Regions from separate parts of the Rattus norvegicus genome. Here region 1 is linked to region 2. The links are chromatin contacts, called in public Hi-C maps. All regions are on one chromosome and are shown on one strand. Each heading gives the region's core, a stretch centred on a gene start, on an enhancer-like site or on the middle of the called end of the contact. The rest is flanking DNA. Distances are from core to core; before and after follow the strand shown. Region 1 overlaps LOC108349612 (a long non-coding RNA gene). Region 2 has its middle 69 kb from the start of Swap70.

Region 1 (7,509 bases), core at 613-3,112, 500 kb before region 2:
GTTGAATGGGGCCACACTAGGGGTTAAGCCAGAACCACATAGGAGTTCTCCATCCCTTCCTAGACCCTCTTGAACACTGATCTCACTGCCCCAGAAGAACCTTAGCAGCAACTCCTAACTGTAACACACAGCAGCTGCCAGGCCACTGCTCGCTCTGCACTGCTCGCTCTGCACTGCTCGCTCTTGCACTGCCGCCACACTGGGTCCCCAGGGCCGCTACTTCTGTAAGCTAGGGAATGGAGCCCAGCAGGCTCAGATGCCAGCCTGGATACTGCTGTAGAGGTAGATTAGTATTTAAATCCGTAGACTCAGGTTCGGGGAGACGGCTCAGCAGTTATGAACACTAGCTGATTCTTCAGAGGACCTAGGCTCAGTTCCTAGCATCCACGTGGCAGCTCATACAAGCCTGTAACTCCAATTCTAGGGGACCTAATGCCATATCCTGATGCCCTCTGGTACTAGGAACTCGCATGGTCCACATATGTACATACAGGCAAAATGCCCGTGCCCATAACATAAATAAATAACCCTTTAAACTAGCAGACTTTTGAATAAAGCAGATCACATGCCATCGGGTGGTAGGCTTTATCTGATGAGCCTAAGTCTCTAAGAGCAAAGACTGTGTTTTAGAGCAGGAGTTTGGCCTTGAGACTACAACACAGAGACTGCCTCTATCTCTGCCCTGCCAGTCTGCCTTGAAACAAGAACTACAGACGTGTCAGCTTCTACAATGACATGTGTCAACTCTCTGGAACAAACCTCTCCTGGTGAAAATCCCTAGGAGATGTATATATAAGCATTCTACATTACTCAGATCTCTCTCTCTCTCTCTCTCTCTCTCTCTCTCTCTCTCTCTCTCTCTCTCTCTCTCCACACACACACACACAGACACACACAGACACAGACACACACACACACACACACACACACACACACACACACACACACACACACACACAGGCGCGCACAGAATTCTATCCCTCTGGATAACCTGATTAATACACTCTCTCCTTCTACTTCATTCATAGACAAGGGTGCAACCTTAGCTTCCCTCAGTGGCACCAAGTACTTTGAGGACATCAAGGGCCCTGGGTACCAGGTTGAGCATTTGCTCCTTGTGATCCTTCCAGGAACAGCCTGGCTCATGCCCAGTGCTGAGGGAGTCTCTTGCAGCCATGAGAGAAAGCTACCAGAAAATGGATTTGATTAAAATAAAATGTTGACACAGACGACAAGCATTCACATCGAAGATTACATATCAGAACGAAATAGTCACCAAGACCTCGATTTCCATCACACACAGTGACTCACTTGCTCATTTAACAAATATTTACTGACTGTGTGCATGGAACAAGCTTTCTTCTAGGTGCTGGGAATGCAGCAACAAAGGAGACAATTGCACTCTAGGAGAGACAGGCAACTTGCATATTGAGATCTAATGTCTTCTATGTTGAGAGAAGGCTCTGGAGAGAAACTGAGCCCAGCAAGGAGAGTGGACCAAGAGAGGCAGGTGAAGAGGGTCTGGCTGGTGTAAGGTGCACAGAGGCTACTGTTAAAGTGGCATTTGAAAGGAGGTAGGAGGTAGGCCAGGAAGCCCTGAGTGAGGAAAGCAGCTCCAGAGAGGAGCCAGCAAAGGTAGAGCTCCCAAGGTGGTACACTGGGAGAGCAGCAAGGAGCCAGCGGAGGCAGGGCAAACTAAGAAGGGAGAGCAGAGAAGTAGCAGAGGTAGGCTAAGCACGAACTGAAGAATTAGGCGGTCACTAAATGTTGGTCCAGAAGAGGCGCCCTAACTCTGCAAGACTCTAAAGAGGAGGTAGCTCAGAATGTGAGGACCCGAGTCCTCAACAGACAGAGCGGAGAAAGGGAAGTGGTGGGGCTCTGTAGACAGTGATTTAGGGCCCATCATTCCTGAGCTGCAATATACCCAGAGAAGCCAATGACTAAACTTCCTGCCTCTTTTGTCTTGCCTCATCCCTAGAGGTAGAACTGGATTTAACACTAAGGTGAAGTAGTTGAGGACAGGAGAAAGGTCAATGAGGGAGAAAGCCACCAAGAACCATCTCTGAAAGTTGATGTTTGTACTATTTTTGGCTTTATTTGTTTGTTTGTTTGGTTGGTTGGTATTTGGTTTTTACAACAGTTACACTTTGTAACCCAGGCTAGTACCCAAACTCTTAGTGAGTTTCCACATCTTACCATCTTTCTATCCCTCCAACAACATTCCATAGCTGTTGTCAACACTATTGTCCCTTATCCACCACTGATTCCACTGGTGGGGAGAAGAAAGAGAGATCTTGTTTAAATATTAGGATTACCCACAATGGGGAGGTGGAGACTTTCTCCCTGAAGAAGTTGCTTGGGAATCTCTGTGTTTAGTAAGCAGAAACAATTGGCTAGTCATAAACAACTCTTCCCCTCCCTGGTGTGTCCTTTAAAGCCAAGAATGGGGGCATCAAGAACCCAGGTCCTCTGAGCTCAGCCCTGAAGCAAATTCAGAGCTCTCAGCAAGAAATCACCCCTGACCTGGAAGCCAGAGAGGCACGCTGTGTTCTCCTACCCCTCAGAAGTGACGTGCCCCTTCCTTTTCCAATGTCCCCTTTCTGTCTGGAACATGGGGAGGATGAGTGCCCCTCCCCCCCAACTAGAGCTGATGACTCAGAGGCCACCTGCATCCATTTTCCAGCTCTGCCCGTGGCACATCCTCTGTTCCTGCTTCTAAGCCGTCAGCAATCAGTGCCCTCTGCCTGGGCTACATCTGAACACTGAAGCATTCTTCCAGGATTCGTCACTTTCTGAGAGGGCTTACATAAAGAGGAGCTGTTTCCAGGACAGAGCAAAGACTCACCAGTGGAATTTAGAACAATCCTTGGAAAAGCCAGTCCCCTAGAGAAGGGAAAATTCCCCTGCCCTAGCAGACTCATCACTTGCGAGCAGCCCTGAGCCTGCAGGGACCCTCAAAGGAGAATGACAGAGAACCCAAAACCCTGAGCCCTGTACTCTGGAAGTTTTGCAGGACCTGGATGCTAGGGTTCAGTTTATGGGGATGGGATGAGAAGACTCTTCCCGCTCTGCCTCTTCTCAGTGAACACATCTCCCAACTTCAATGTTCCCCAATGCTCCCATCTGCTAGAGCTGCTCGGATGCTTTCTCTGAGAGACACCAACCAAGGCTGATCTCTGGATGCTTGGCGCCACTCTGCCTCCATCGAATGACTTCAGGTTCGAGCAACCTGGGAGTCAGGCATGAAGGCTCCTCGCTCACTGAACTGGACTTCCTGTGAGATGAGACCAAGCCACCATCCACTTCCTGATAGACCTTTATGGAAACTTCCTGGCCAGTACTTGTCTTCCCATAGCTTTTTTCTTCAGCTGTGTCTCCTGCATTCAAATGTCACCCCACTTCATTCAACTCTTTCTGGACTGTTCTTCAACTGGTCTTTCTGTAACATATTTTCTTTATTCCCTCAGAGCCTTGGCTTTTTTAAAGAGGGTGTTTCACTATATAGGTCAGGCTGGTCACAAATATAATACAGGCAAGGATGACTTTGAACTCCTGAGCCTCTTGCCTCAACCATCTAAGCACTAGGATTATAGGTGTGTATCACATCTGGCCTTAACATTTTTTTTTACCTTCTGTGTGATTGTGTATGTTGTTGATCCTCTAACCAAGTCCTCAGATCTCAACTTCAGGGTCATCTCCAAAAGAGTTTATGCTGACACCCATCCAAAGTAGGTCCTTCCTACTAACCTTTTGCTCCCTTTTGGTCTCCCCTTTATTTCCTACAGAGCATTTAGCCAACTTGAGTTAGGCATATTTTAACAATAATGATATGCTTGTATGTTTCCTGTCAGTCTTCCCTGCTTTTGATTCTCATGAGCATAGATTGGAAGGAGGCACTTCAGAGAGTCCTGAGAGACAGAACTGGGGCTTGGTAGAGAGAACAAGATTCCTTGAGGGAAGAGACCATTTCTCACACCATGTTCCTACTGTCTAGCTCAAATCTTGGCAGAGAATCTTCCTGGATGGATGGATGGATGGATGGATGGATGGATGGATGGACGGATGGATGGACGGATGGATGGATGGGTGGGTGGATGGACAGGTGGATGGATGGATGGATGGATGGATGGATGGATGAATGCTGGTTGCCTAGATGGATAGATAGTGATGTATAGGTAATGCATAGATGATGAGTGGATGGATGAATGATGGCTGGATGGGATAACTTTAGCTTTGAGCATAAAGTGGTGGAAACCATGTCTAAGAAATGAGGAGTTGTTAGAATAGACTCTGTACCTAAAGGAACCTTGGAGACCCATTTCAGAAATGTGGACCGGCTGGAGAGATGGCTCAGTGGTTAAGAGCACTGGCTGCTCTTCCAGAGGTCCTGAGTTCAAACCCCAGCAACCACATGGTGGCTCATAACCATCAGAAATGTGGACCATGTCATTTCAGCCCCTGAATGAGAAAACTCACCCATGAGTACACTCAGGAAATACCTTCCTGGATGATGAGATGGAAATGAAAACCAAATGGCTGAGGAATGCCGCCGCTTCCCTCGCTCTTCACAGGGGGCAGAGCTCTTGGACTCTGGCTGGGTCACAGGCTGATGAGTTGATGAAGGAAGGATGACCCACAATACTCTGGGACGTGTTTACATGACAGAACTTGGTTTTGCAATATCAGCAGCCTTCCCTAGAACATCAGGGACAAATTCCAGAAGAGAAGACTTGCTATCTATGGATTCCCAGTGACTCATACAACCAACCAAAGGAACACAAATGAAAGAGGCAGCTGACTGTTGGGCACAGATCAACACAATGACAGCTTGACACAATGGAGCAGGCAAGTCAGCCTGTGCCAAATGTTATTAGAATGAGCTCACATGGAACCTTCTAGAACAGTCAGTAAGAGGCCAAGGATGGCGGCTGCCTAAGCTGCTACTATATTCACTTAGCATGCCTAGCCCACTGGAAAGCTGTAGAACATAGTGAAAGAAATGAGTCCCTATGGGGTTGGGGAATCAAACCTAACACTATCACGGAAGAATTAAGGATACCAATGTTGTGTAACAAAAAAGGCAGACAGGTAATTTAGAGGGAGAGACGGTGGCACTAAGGAGTCCCTTGAGGACATTTTGGATTTTTTCTGGAGGAAATGAAGGGAGGATGCAAAGAGAAAAGAGAGGTAAACATGTTGTGTGTAAACTTCAATAACAATGCAAGGATGCAACAAGATTGACTTTGCAAAAGAATGTGGTTTGTGACAAATGTGAATGCCATGGTGGCTATAAAGGAGCTGCAGCATGCTGGCCCAACTACTGAGCCAGTGGAATCCAAATTTGGATTTTCAGAGAGAATGGGGAATGGTTCCAGAAATTCAGTCTGTGTGCATGAAGTTCCAGGACCATGGAGAATATTGATCCCTCTTCAAGATAGATGTAAAGGCTGCAGTAGTAAGAAGACTGGGAGAAGATTCTAGAAGATTATGTTGGTTTGGAATTTTTGTCAACACCAGCTAGAATCATCTGAGAAGAGAGAACTTCAATTGAGAAAATGACGCCATCAGACTGGCCTGTGAAGCATTTCCTGGATTGAGGACTGATGTGGAAGGGCCAAGCTCACTTTGAGCAGAGTCATACTTGGGCACTGGGGTGTATAAGAAGCAAACTAAGCAAATCTGGAGGAGCAAGCTGTTAGGTTTTGTTACTCCATGTTCTCTGTTTCAGTTCCTGCCATCAAGTTCCTGCCTTAAGTTTCTGCGCTGACATTCCTTCATGATGGGCTACGAACTGTAAATTGAAATACATTCTTTCCTTCTCAAGTTATTGTTGGTCATGGTGTTTTATCACAAGGGCCAGGCTGATCTCTCCCAACAGGAAGACCTTGCCATGTGGATGGACACACAACTGATGGAAGCAGTGTGTGTGTTCCCCTAGACAGTATCCATTCCTGATGGTCAAACCTCAGTCATCACTTGTCCAAGTCTGACTGTCAAACATGGAACCCCAAGTCTGTGTTAAATGAAGGTGTGTCAGCATATTGTCTACCCACATGGAGCTGCATAATCATCTAGTACCAAGTAAAAATCCCATAAACTGTTCTCTTCTGATATACCTCCTTTGTTAGAAAACCTCCTCCTCTGGAAAAGGAAGAAGAGACTGGTGAAAAGGCAGGTGGAATGGGTGGTCTTTGATCCATACTGAGAAGAACAGAAACACTATAGTGGAGAAGCATCTGGGACAGATGAACACCCTCCTAGATTGGTATGCTGGACAGTTTTTGTCAACCGACTCAAACTAGAGACACCTGGGAAGAGGGAACCTTAGTCATGGAGCTGTCTCCACCAGATGCTATGTCTATGGGGCATTTTCTTGATTGCTAATTTGTGAAGGACAGCCTAGCCCACTATGGGCAGTGCTACTCCTAGGTATGTAGTCTTAGATCGGATAAGAAAGGTAACAGAATATAAGTGTGGAAGCGAGCCAGTAAGCAGGGATCTTCCTTGGCTTCTGCCTCAGTTCCTGCCTCGAGAATCCTTCCTTGGCTTCCCTTAATGACGGACTGTACAATGTAAAAAGAAAAATACTTTTTTCCCCAAGTTATTTTTGGTCATAGGGCTTCTCACAGCAACAGAAGACAAACTAGGACAAATGGTGTTCACTGTTGGACCTCCTAATGGAGGAAGACCTTGGCCTGCTGGTGTTCTACCAAGGAGTGAGTGAGTGAATCACTGTAGTCATCACTTGCTATTGTGTTATTCTGCTACCCAACTACAGAAGTGTTCTAAAGTGAAGGATGAACACGAGCGTAGAAACTTTGACTTTGCACAATGTTTTGAATGACTTCATTTACATAGACTTTCATTTCTCCATGACAGTGACAAGATATAGGACAGAAGCAACTTATTTTGGCTCACAGTTTCAGAGGGCTTCAGTCCACATGGTAGGAAAGGGATAGTAGCATGGCTCAGTTCATGACAGTGTAGAAACATGTGACAGAGACCATTCATATCAAGGTGGATTAGAAAAAACACAGGGTAGCAGGAATCATGGGTCTAAACTTCAGAGGTTAGAATGGTTAATATTCACTGTCAACGTAACTGGATTTTTTACATTTATTTATTCATATATAAAAGTATATGGCATATGAATGCATGCATGCCTGTCACTGCATATATACAGAGGTCAGAGGACAACTTAAGGGGGTCAGTTCTATCCTTACACCGTGTGGGTCGTAGAGACTGAACTCAGGTCCTCAGGCTTGGCAGCAAGCGTCTTTACTCACTAAGCCATCTCACTGACCACTCAACTATATTTAGAATCATCTTAGAAACATGCTTCTCAGTGTGTCTAGAAAGGTGTTTCTAGAATGGTTTAACCAAAAAGGGGAAGACCTACCCTAAATATGGGCAGCACCGTGCCATGGTCTGTGGTGAGCACCAGCATTCATTTCTGCTTCCTGACTGTGGGCATGTGACTAGCCAGCTCATGTTCCTGCTACTTCCCCT
Region 2 (6,452 bases), core at 3,841-6,340:
GCCATCTCCTCATTCCCTTTGCTTCCCTGCCTGACACCCTCACCTTTCTACCTTTGTCTGGGGCAAAGGTCAGAAGTGAGGCATCAAGCATGGTGAAGTTTAGTGACCTGGGCCTCCTCTGACCTTGGGTCAGGGCCTGGGGCTCCTCTGAGCTTGGGTCATGGCCTGGGGCTCCTCTGGCCTTGGGTCATGGCCTGGGGCTCCTGTGACCTTGGGTCATAGCCTGGGGCTCCTCTGGCCTTGGGTCATGGCCTGGGGCTCCTGTGACCTTGGGTCATAGCCTGGGGCTCCTCTGGCCTTGGGTCAGGGCTTGGGGCTCCTGTGACCTTGGGTCAGGGCTTGGGGCTCCTCTGGCCTTGGGTCATGGCCTGGGCCTCCTCTGGCCTTGGGTCATGGCCTGGGGCTCCTGTGACCTTGGGTCAGGGCCTGGGACTCCTGTGACCTTGGGTCAGGGCCTGGGGCTCCTGTAACCTTGGGTCAGGGCTTGGGGCTCCTCTGGCCTTGGGTCATGGCCTGGGGCTCCTGTGACCTTGGGTCATAGCCTGGGGCTCCTGTGACCTTGGGTCATAGCCTGGGGCTCCTCTGGCCTTGGGTCATGGCCTGGGGCTCCTGTGACCTTGGGTCAGGGCCTGGGGCTCCTCTGGCCTTGGGTCATGGCCTGGGAATCCTGTGACCTTGGGTCAGGGCCTGGGGCTCCTGTGACCTTGGGTCATGAAATCCCTCTCCTAAGAGCCTGGCCTGCAGGATCTCTGCATGGTCACCCCCACCCACCCTGAACAGGTGTCTCCCCGCCTTAACATCACACTTGACAGTTTTTATTCAGACATCTTCCCAGTTCAGCCTAGTCTAAGGAAAGGACCGATGACCCGGGGTGATAACAGAGAGAGGCCAGACCAGGTGAACTTCTAGGGAAAATCCTATATTTACTATGTCTTGCCTATGCGTACTTGGAGATTCATATGGTTAGAATCAGAAGCATTGTGGGAGAGAACTTATGCAGTAGAAAAATTACGTGACCTGTCATAAAAAAAAAAAAAGAAAAAGAAAAAGAAAAGAACCACCCTCATTAAACTTCTTAGTGACCAAACAACGCCTTCCCTTGAACCCCATAAAAGGAGCCCCAACAACACCTGGGCCCCTGGAGTACCTTCCCTCTCAAGGCAGCTGCGCCCTGGCTGTCCGTTCCTAGCTCCCCTGTGAAGGACATTTTCTTGCTACTTTTATAAATGTGTGGGGGCTTTTATTTCAATTCCTTGACTAAGAACCTGGCAACACCCGGCTCGGACTGGACCGGCAGCAGCAGGCATCCTTTGGACAGCTTCATGATCCGGCTTCTCTGGCCCTGTGACCCAGCTCTCACTCCATTAGCTGCACTGGCCTCTGTGTTCCTTAAAGGAGTCCCCACCACAAAGCAATTACAGGTGCCACTCCCTCTTCCTAGAACATTCTTCTCCCAGGTGTCTTCAGATGTCTGTTTAAACAAGGTTTGTCGGAGACACCCCCAGCACCCCACACAGCATCAACCCCACCCTCTTCAGTACCCTTGCCCACCTTTCTCCACAGCATCGACCATACCAGTTCACTGTCTGGCTCCTTTAAGAAACCTGCTTCTTGTGGGATTGGGGGCGGGGTTTTTTTGGGTCTTTCTTCCCAGCACATGAGAAGCAGAGGCAGGAGGATCCCTGAGTTTGAGGCCAGCCTGGTCTACAGATCAAGTTCCAGGACAGCCAGGACCACACAGAGAAACCCTGTCTCAAAATAAAAAAAAATAAAAGAGGAAGAGGAAATGGAGGAGAAGAAAGAAAGAGAGAGAGAGGGGAGGAAGGGAAGGGAAGGAAGGAAGAAAGGAAAGAAAGAAAGAAAGAAGGAAAGAAAGAAAGAAAGAAAGAAAGAGAGAGAGAGAAAGGAGGAAGGAAGGAAGAAAGGAAAGAAAGGGAAGGAAGAAAGGGAAAGAATAAAGGAAAGAAAGAAAGGGAAGGAAGAAAGGAAAGAATGAAAGAAAAGGAAGGAAAAAAGGAAGGAAGGAAGGAAAGAAAGGGAAGGGAAGGAAGGAGAAAGGAAAGAAGAAAGGAAAGAGGGCTGGGCCCTCCCCATCGATCACTAATTAAGAAAATGCCTTACAGGTTTACCAAAACCTGATCTTAGGGAGTCATTTCCTCAATTGAGGGTCCTTCCTCTAAGATGACTCTAGCTAGCTTGTGTCAAGTTGACATAAAAATAGCTAGCACAACTGACCCTCTTGTCAACCTGACACACAAATGTGACACTTTTCAATTAGAACCTTTCCTGCCTCAATTGTCCCCAGGATAGCATGTTAATATTTCAATATAAAACATAAATGACTTTAAAGTCACACCATCTCTATAAATTCAAACACCTTAAAAGTTTAAAAGTCTCTCAACTGTGGGCCCCTATAAAACCAAAAAAAAGTTAAATACTTCATTACTTCAAGAGGGAAAAACCAGGGCACAAAGTCTTTTAAAAGGCAAAACTAAATTCCAACAGTGAAAATAACCCAGGGTCCATACTCTGCAATCCACTCCTCCTGAGAACTAGGCTAATTTCTCCGGCTCCGCCCTCTGCAGCACGCACGGCTCTACCCCTGCTAGCGCCATTCCACGCCACGCCACAGCTGTCCTTAATGGTCATCCCACAGTACTGCCATCTCCAACATGCTGCATCTTCTGCTGCCACAGGGCTGCATTTCTACCAATAACCACTCCTGAACTCCACTCATGCCTCAGTTTCCCTCCATGACCCCTTCAGTGTTGGGATTTCAACCTATGGCCTCCCCTGGCCTCTCACTGTGCCAAGCTTTAGCTGTTCCCCATGACCCCTAGATGCCTTCAAAACCAGTGCCACCTGGGAGACCGAAGTGGAACCATCTTGGTCACTGCTGAAACACAACCTCTGTGGAAACACTTCCCAGAAGATTCCACCTCACAATGCTGGTCTCTTCTTAATCACCGCTAACTTCTCAGCTCCAGCTAACCAGCATCAATTGTCCAGCAAAGCAAAGGTTTTACCCCAGTGGTTCTGGCCTCTTGTTAATCATAGCCTATTCTTTAACCCCAGCTGACCAGAACCACAGATTCTCATTTGAAAATATGCTCTGACCCCAACATAAGGGATTCCCAAACTTCCCTCCAGAACTTCATTCACAAGTCAGGCCTCTCTTACTTACATTTCTCTCTCCGTTCTTATCTCCCAAGCTCCCACAGGATAGCTCACCGAGCTTTGAACATTCCATGGCTTTTCTAACCCAAAGGTCCAAAGTCCTTCCACAATCTTCTTAAAAATAACATAGTCAGCCTATTACAGTAATACTCCGCAATCCTGGTACCAATTTCTGTCTGAATTAGGATTACTGTTGCTATGATGAGACATCATGACCATAGCCCCACAGTCCCATAGCACAGCCCCTTACTGAAGGCAGAAACAGGGCAGGAACCTGGAGGCAGGAGCTGATGCAGAGGCCATGGAGGGGTGCTGCCTACTTGCTTGTTCCCCATGGCTTACTCAGCCTGCTTTCTTGGAACCTAGGACCATAAACCCAGGGATAGAACCACCCACAATGGGCTGGGCCCCTCTTCCATCAATCGCTAATTAAGAAAATGCCCCTCAGACTAGCCTACAGCTGATCTTATGAAGACATTTTTCTCAGCTGAGGCTCCCTCCTCTCTGATGACTAGCCAGTGTCAGGTTGACATAAAGTTAGCCAGCACATTGTCCGTGTCACAGCCTTTCGAAACACCCAGGTAGGGTGGACCCAGGAAAGATGGTTTGAGCACCAGGGGAGGCGTCTAACCTGCTGCTCACCACTGGGAGCCACAGGGACCCTTTCCAACAGAAAAGGCTGAGTCAGATCTTTATTTTAGAAAAGTGCCCGACAGCTGTGGGCAGGGCAGAGCAGAGGGACAAGGTCTAAAGGCAGGAAGGCCAACTCGGGTAAACTGCAACTGCCCAGTTGAATCAAGGCATTGGAGTGGGTGGGGGGCGTCAAGAAAAGAGGATCCTACCCAGTCCCAGTGGGTGCATCTTCCAAACGTGCCACACCCAAGACTCAGGGAACAAAGATTGCAGGAGCTAGAGGATCAGTTTGCTGTGAGTCCTGTCTCCTAGTCATGTCAGATGCTACACCCATGAAGTCTCACAAACATGGCTACCTAAATGTAAGCTAGTGAGAACACCAACCATAGACATGTCAAAGTGGACAGGGGGGCCCACAAGGCCCCAACCCTCCATAAAGAACTACAGGCAACTAAGGAACGCTAAAAGTCTTTCTCAAGGAAAAGCACACCAAATGATTTTCTAATGCCAAATGGTCAGGCCTGAAAACAAACATACAAGTAACATACAGACTGAGCAGGGTATATCCAGGAAAATAAGCACACACACACACACACACTCATACACACACACACTCACACACAAATATATACACACACTCTCACACACACACTCACACACACCCATACACACACATGCACCCACACACTCACATACACATACACACACACTCACACACACCCATACACACAAATGCACCCACACACTCACATACACATACACACACACTCACACACACACACACACACATGTAACCACAATTAATGGGGAAAAAAGGAAGCCAGGAATTGAAAGAGAGCATGGGGTTTATTTGGGAGTGTTTGCAGGGAGGAAAGAGAAGGGGGGAAATGATGTAATTACATTATAATCTCAAAAATAAAAGAAATAATAAAAAAAGAAAGATTCCAGAAACAAAGGCGTGTCCCTGGGAGCAAGCCCAGGCCAGAGGGTTGTCCCTGCCAGATGATGGGCAGCCCAGCAGGGGGTCTGGGTTATGCAATCAGCAGGCAGCTCCCCCACCCCCCCTTCCCCAAGGAGCGCCAGCCCAGAAGCTCTCTGTACCCATCTGCATCAGCCCTGTCCCACAGTCCCAGGTGCCAAGCGGTGGCACGGACAGCTCCAGCCCCGCAGGTCAAGCCTGGCTGTGGGAAGCTGGGCCTCTGTTCATTTTCTCCAAGTCCACAGAGGCTGGGCCTTGGGCCCAGTGAAGTCACTGCCTGGGAAGCATCCCTGGCTCCCTGCCCACCCATGAAGGCTATATTTGGAGCAAGACGACTCCGTGCAGACACAGAGCTCTGGACCCACCCTGAGGAGCTGCCCTGACCAATTTTACCAAGCAGGGGGTGGTCACCCGTCTCTTCATTTGTCTGCCCATTCATTCTGCTCACCTGTTCATCCAAGTGTCTTTGGCACCCCCCCACCCCAGTACAAAGAAGCGGGTAGGTTGAGCTGTACTTTAAGCCTACATCTATGTGTAGGCTTGTGGGCGTTTGCTTTTAAACAGGGATGGCAGAACAGACTCCAGAGCTGGCTGGCACCAGTGACTCACAGTCAGGTGCACCCTGTCTCTGTGTACCTGTGTACACATGCGAGCCAGCACGTGCTCCCCGAGGAGTGACAGTGACTCAGCTGCACAAGGCATCTGGATACCTGTGTGGCTGTGTCTGTGGGCACAGCCCTGAGCACAGGCTCCTGTTCCCCAGGGGCTGTGACTCAACTGCACATGGTGACCCAGGAGCGCACAGGCCAGCTGTGTCTTCTCAGCTTCCACCAACTTGCCAAGCCAAATAGACAGTGTTGGGTGCAAACATTCTCTCCCAGAGTGTGCCTGGAGTACTGTGAGGCCAGGTGACCTTGGAAGACCAGAAAGCAGTAGCAGTTCTTATCCAACAGCGGTGGCCATGGATCCCTACCTCGGCCCAGCTCTTAATGCCCTCAACCTCTTTCTTTGCTGATGCTTCCTGGAACCTCAGAGGTAACGCTCGCTCCACTGGCCCCATCGTCACACCAGAGCACCAGCCTCAAGAGTCACACACAGAGACCCAGGCCCAGGCATCAGAGCTGTGTCCTTCAAGCTGGCGGCACAATCAATGTTCCTGCTGTACCCACCAAGTCTCTCTGTTGCAGGCCCCGACAATCAACCAGCTTTGAGCAAGCGGAGACAGGGGGTCTGGTGCTGACCTCTGGGCTTCCCCACAGACTGCTGCCCCATCTTCACCTCTAGGCTCCATCTGTCCCTGGCTGTCTCTGTCCTTATCTGTCCCCAGTCTATCTTTGTCTCTTCTCCCCGGCAGGCTGTCTACCACAGAGGCCTCACTGGAGCGGAGGTGCTGACAGAGAGGGGGTGTGGGGTGGACACTCAGTGTCCCTTTTTCAGCCTTATCAAGAAAACTGAAGTCATTGCTCAGGGGGCTCAAGCTGGAATTTCGCCCTAGATGACCTCCCTGGGTTTGGGGCCTCCACAGAGACAGCCCGGGTCAGGGAGTCAGGAAACAGGCCCCTTCTCACCGGCTGCTGACTCTCCACCCTCCACCCTCCCCCATCTCCAAGGCGCCTCCAGCCAAAACTCCAAGCTTGCTGGCTTGCTCCCAGAAGGCATTGTA

What was found. A called contact is a pair of places that touch in the nucleus more often than the background predicts.
Region 1: a contact with region 2 is called in a Hi-C map of the A7r5 cell line, with 8 times the contacts expected there. The contact joins two enhancer-like sites. A contact is called at or near these places in 3 of 12 Hi-C or Micro-C datasets (the A7r5 cell line, mammary epithelial cells and psoas muscle).

The regions. Positions count from the first base shown.
Region 1 is chr1:174,263,879-174,271,387 of GRCr8, reverse strand. The region is part of intron 1 of LOC108349612 (a long non-coding RNA gene); the gene reads right to left. Among named protein-coding and RNA genes, the nearest start is that of Ampd3, 52 kb to the left of the region's middle. Within about 2 kb of position 1,862, at least 41 of the 93 cell types and tissues checked have an H3K27ac peak or open chromatin away from gene starts, as enhancers often do. A contact at or near this core is called in the A7r5 cell line, where this site is marked.
Region 2 is chr1:173,767,854-173,774,305 of GRCr8, reverse strand. No RefSeq gene overlaps it. Among named protein-coding and RNA genes, the nearest start is that of Swap70, 69 kb to the right of the region's middle. Within about 2 kb of position 5,090, at least 30 of the 93 cell types and tissues checked have an H3K27ac peak or open chromatin away from gene starts, as enhancers often do. A contact at or near this core is called in the A7r5 cell line, where this site is marked.